Linked DNA regions of Cricetulus griseus: region 2 is linked to region 1. Evidence: chromatin contacts called from public Hi-C data. All regions are on one chromosome and are shown on one strand. Each heading gives the region's core, a stretch centred on a gene start, on an enhancer-like site or on the middle of the called end of the contact. The rest is flanking DNA. Distances are from core to core; before and after follow the strand shown. Region 1 overlaps Sh3bgrl (SH3 domain-binding glutamic acid-rich-like protein). Region 2 holds the start of Sh3bgrl (SH3 domain-binding glutamic acid-rich-like protein).

Region 1 (2,700 bases), core at 126-2,625:
CTCTGTTGGTTACATATACCACTGCCAGCACTGGCATCACCACCACCACATGGCTTACTGGAGTTGATTTAGAGTAATTTCTTTACTTTTGTCTTACCAACCTATGTATTATACCTCAACTTGTTCCTCAAACCAACACCAACTCCAAACATGGACACCTCTTTTAGAAAGCCACTACTAGTTCTCAAAATGATACTGTTTTCAGCCCTTTAAGACATGGCCTAGTTTTCTCAAGTCCTCTCTCTCTCTCTCTCTCTCTCTCTCTCTCTCTCTCTCTCTTTCTCTCCCTCCCTCCCTCCGTGTGTGTGTGTGTGTGTGTGTGTGTGTGTGTGTGTGTCTGTGTGTGTGTGTGTTGTGTGTGTGTGTACATGTACATGCACATGCGTGTGTGACTAATTTAGCTAATTGATTTTTTTTCACGGTGTACCTGATGTTCAAAACACAAAAGGACAAAAAGGTGAATCACATTCACATGGATCCCAATCTAATAAGTCTACACCACTCATAAATACAATTTTGAATATGGCTTTCCAAGATTTCAGAAGCAGATGGCCTTCATATTGCACAGTAAGAGACAATAGAATGTTTACAGGACACTCAGCATTGCTCTTCCTGTTACTGCTCTCAGCAATGTCCATTCCCTCCACCTAATACTGAATGAAAGTCTTGCTCAATTTCTTTGCTCCAATTCCAAAGCAGCCTTCTGGATCATTTCTCCTACACCCAGCACATGTGCTCTTTCATGGGGCCCAAGACACAGGACATTGTCCGCATGGGGCACAAAGAAGTCCATACAGAATGATTATAAAGACTGTGCCCTTGACGTGACTGTTAATGTTCTCAATCAGATACATAAATAAGAGGCAATTAATACTGGCCAAGTGACTACTTGATAGAAACCCAGACCACAAAGAATGTGGAGACAGCCAGAAGCTACGTCAAGACCAAACACAGATGATGAGAAGTAAAGAAATATAAAGCCAGAAAACTGTACCCCATCACTAAGGCAGTCAGTGAAAATCCTTCAGTGGGCTAAAGACAAGTGATGGGACGATGCCCAACTACTTAACTAAATACATACAATTAGTATGCTTTATATTATAATGCTGGAAAAGTGAAGACAGGTAGGCAGGAGCAGAGTAGGCTGTGCCATAAGAGAAGGACAGAGGCCACATGTCAGGTAATAAATGGCTAAATGAATATTTGAGCCGAGTAACGTGTTTTTATTGTACTAACATATTTTCATGGCTTAATGTGACCAGGAATCATGAAGATAGCTAGAAAGCTCCATTTTAATGTCTTCTAGGTGGTAACAGACAGGGAATGAGTCACACGTAGGAAACAGTGACTACTGCATCCCATTGCTCACTTGAGACATTGCTTTTCTCCTCGTTTCTTACTAACTTTGTCAACAAAGGCAAGGTTCAGTGACAAGTCTTTAGACATACTCAGCTACCTACAAAGCACAAGTATTAAAAGACACCTTTTAATTTTTGTGCCTCCTAAGTGCTGATTTCTGATAACAAAACACTCTCAAAACGTTGTCAGCATGCACTTGCTTTCTGAGAATGTTCAGTCTGTGCCCCAAATTACAAGAACTTAAACTCTCAAACATATAAGTTCATTTTCTGTGCTGAAGTTAAGCAGTATCACCACTATAATGATGCTAGTCTTGCATTTATCGAGTGGCTACTATATACTATGCACAGTGTGTGACGTATAACATTACCTTTTAGTCTTTAAAAGAGTTTGGTAATGTTGGCATTAGTACCTTCTTTTGATAAACAAATTGTATCTAAGCCAGGCATGGCAGTACATGCCTGTAATCCTGACACTCAGGAGAAAGAAGCTTTGGAGTTCAAGGGCAGCCTGAGAGCTATGTCAGTTTGAGGCTTGTGTGGACTATATAAAATCCTGTCTAAGGAGACAGGCAGTCTCTATGATGAAAAAAAAAATGAACTACCAGTAAAGAGTAGTTTGAACTACCAAATAAGACTTGACTGCATGTAGCCAAAGACTATGCTCTGTATTGCTCAATTCTGTGGTGTGTGGAAATCTAAACCTCTCATGACTACTTATCAGCTAACAAATATAAGCAATAACTACTGGAGTGAATTTAAGGTACACCCATCCAACCGTTGCCATCCACTCACTTCTGCTCTTTTCAGAAGTACTAGGAAACAGAACCCGTCTAGAGGTTCATCAATATATGATATAAAAAACTACAGTACATACATATAACAGAATTATTCATCTATGAGGAAAAACAAATGACACTCTCCGAAAAATGGATGGAACTAGAAATCATTATGCTAAGCAAAATACAAAAACCAGAAAGGTAAATGCTGCATGTTTTCTCCCATGTATGAAGTTTAAATTTAAATGTGTGTATATGTGCATGTGTGGATCATATTACTAGTGTGGGAACCATGAAAAAGGAAGACGAGATATTAAAAGAAAGACAAAGAGTGGGGGAAGAATGAGAAAACATGTGGCACAAGAGCTCAGGACTTTGTGGGACACAGAAAGACACTGTCAAGAAGACTACAGGCAAGGTGAAGAGGAAGAGAAATGAGAAACATAGTCACCAATTATGCATGAAAGCATAATGAAGCCAATTATACTATATACTAACTTAAAAGATTAATGAAAATTTTTTAGATAAAAATATCTGAAAGGCAACAAAAAGGGACATAGCCC
Region 2 (2,700 bases), core at 135-2,634, 50 kb after region 1:
TGAGCCCACACATCTGCTCTTGCCACTGCTGGCCTATTTTTCCTCCTGGGGTTGCACGAACAGAGGCTCTTTATTTACCATGAGTATGCATTCAGCTTTCACCTCAGTTTACCCAATCCTCCACAGACATGCTAGAAACTCTTATGCTAAGTTAACAATTGGCAAATGGATCAAGGAAGAAAATTCTATCCTATGAAGGGGTAGCAACTCAGGTGCCATATGTCCTTTCTCCAGTCTTAAAGTAGTGGGTTTTAGAAGGAAAACCTTTTGAAGGAAAAGAAAAAGTCAAAATAAGAATCGATATGGGGGAGGGCATGCCCCACACTACATTAAATAAACACACACACACACCAAAAAAGGAGAAGGAGGAGGAGGAGAAGGGGAAGGAGGAGGTGGAGGAGGAGGAGGAGGACGAGGAGGGGGAGGAGGAGGACAAGGACGAGGAGGAGGAGGGGGGAGGGAGGAGAGGGGAGGAGGAGGAGGGGGAGGAGGACGAGGAGGATGAGGAGGAGGAGGAGGAGAAGGAAGAGGAAGAAGAAGAAGAAGAAGAAGAAGAAGAAGAAGAAGAAGAAGAAGAAGAAGAAGAAGAAACAAAAAATCATTTGTATCATTGTTCCTGACTTTCTATTTTCTTTTAATGTTCTATGCCCTGCCTACATGCTCTCAAAATAATTCCAATACAGTAGTTTCACAATAATCTCAGTATCTCAGGAGTCTTCCACTCCCTCCCCAGCAGTACCCCCATCCTTTACAGGAATGCAATGCTTCCCCTGAACTCGGTACTGAGAGCATATTTGTTAATTGCCTTGATAGCCTGAAAGCCACTGGGTTTTTTATTTTATTTTATTTTATTTTACTTGACTTCACCTAACCGTGAAATCTATAAACCAGTTATCTCCTTCCATCTACCTAAACTCGGTAGTTTTCCTTTTCTTTTAGAAATGAAATATGGCACTAATGTCTGAAGGCAAACAAAGCTAACTCCACGAAAAAAGAAATGAAATCGACGCAACAAAGGAAGAAAGGAAAGAGGGGGTGTAGTGGGCGATGCTTGCGTCTTCTAAGGAGAAGCTTCCAGTGTAACTTCTGCAATTTAACGGTTCTGGGGCAGAGAGATCTAGTGTGTTGGAAAACAACAAAGGTGGGCTCCCACTCTCCTTACCGCCGTAGAGCCAGAAGAAGATGCAATATATACACGGATCACCATCCTGGAAACAAGAGCTTGTGGTCGGTCGCTGGAGTGTTGAAAAGGGCTGAGAAACAGCTGCAGCAACGCTGGAACAGAGCAAGGGGCCAAACAGAGGTTGGAAGAGGAGGGTGGGGGAAGGTGGAAGGGGAACTGGCCAGAGCCCCGCCTCCACCAGTGGCTGCTTTCAATGAGCTTCCAGCACTGCAGTCCCAGCCCCAAACCCCGGAAGGCTCAGGCTCATTTGCATCATTTCTAAATTGTTTTTTTAAAACACAGGATCTCGAACAGCACCGCGAGATCTGTTAAAACAATTCTTTTTGACTATTCCCTCTCCTGGAAGGGGGCGAGGGAGAAATAAAAGAAGGAGTAGGGGGGCGGGGATCCCTGAATTGCACTAGGTTAGAATAAAGGACCCTTTCCCATGTACAACAGAAGTTTTGAGTGTTACTTCCTGCTCAGAAATGTATGCAAATAACATAGTTGAAAGCTAGCTTTGTGTTGAATCCAAACACTAGTTTAATTTTTTTAAAACCACGTTATCAAAGCCTTGTGTATTTTAAGACGCCTATAATGAAGTGAGCGATTTTTTTAACCTTAGTTGGTTGCAGGAATTCGGTGTGTTCTGAAATGTTGTGCGATGTGGAGGAGGGCTGGAGAGAAGTTTCAAGTTTCCCTAAACCGGAAAGAGCAGAATAAGTCTTCTTTTTGTCTGGGCTTTTGTTAAAATAGGAAACAATCCTTTAGTGGGAATTTGCAGGAGATATAATCAAGAATTCTAGAATGAAGGAGGAAATTGTAGAGAAAAAAAAATAATAAACAACTCTGGAATGAAGTAGGAAATTGCAGGAAGAAAATCATCAGTAAATACTTAGAACGAACTTTGTGCCCTTCGTGTTTCATACCTGTAATCTCTGCACTTTGGAGGTGAGACATGATTGCCTGGAATTAGAAGCTCGACTATGCTAAAGAGTGAGACTATAAAAAACCAAAAGCAAACAAAAAGACTTTCTACAAATTATCAAGTACAGTAAATTAGAGTAATCTAGCCACCATACTCATTATCAACATCACAGCTACTCTTCATTTTACTACCCAGAGCACTATGCCAAGGAAAATTTTTATAACTATAAATCAAAATCATAATCATGATGTTGAAAAATCTATAGTTTCTTTTACATTATTGCTGTACAACTCTCCTTTTGGAGTTCTATATTAATTGTTTGGACTCTTAAAATAATGGAAAAAAGGAACAGAAAGAACAAAATATTTCTATCTAGCATATAAACTATTGAATGTAAATAATTATTCCTAGAAAACTGAATAGTGGCATTAGCAGATAATCTGGTAGGCCTTGTCGATACCTTAGAGAAATGGAGCCCCAAGGTTGGATCTCTAGTACTACACACACACACACACACACACACACAGAGAGAGAGAGAGAGAGAGAGAGAGAGAGAGAGAGAGAGAGAGAGAGAGAGAGGGAGAGAGAGAGACAGAGAGAGACAGAGAGA

The links. Hi-C and Micro-C count contacts between places; a contact is called where the count stands out from the background.
Region 2: a Hi-C map of liver shows a contact between it and region 1, with 1.8 times the contacts expected there. The contact joins the promoter of Sh3bgrl here to the enhancer-like site in region 1. A contact is called at or near these places in 2 of 8 Hi-C or Micro-C datasets (the CHO-K1 cell line and liver).

Annotation. Positions count from the first base shown.
Region 1 is chrX:62,173,831-62,176,530 of CriGri-PICRH-1.0, forward strand. The region is part of intron 1 of Sh3bgrl (SH3 domain-binding glutamic acid-rich-like protein); the gene reads right to left. Among named protein-coding and RNA genes, the nearest start is that of Sh3bgrl, 50 kb to the right of the region's middle. Within about 2 kb of position 1,376, at least 1 of the 6 cell types and tissues checked has open chromatin away from gene starts, as enhancers often do. A contact at or near this core is called in the CHO-K1 cell line, where this site is marked.
Region 2 is chrX:62,223,444-62,226,143 of CriGri-PICRH-1.0, forward strand. Sh3bgrl (SH3 domain-binding glutamic acid-rich-like protein) reads right to left here and starts at 1,385. Exons shown (of 4, transcript XM_027432832.2): 1 at 1,163-1,385. The coding sequence starts at 1,207.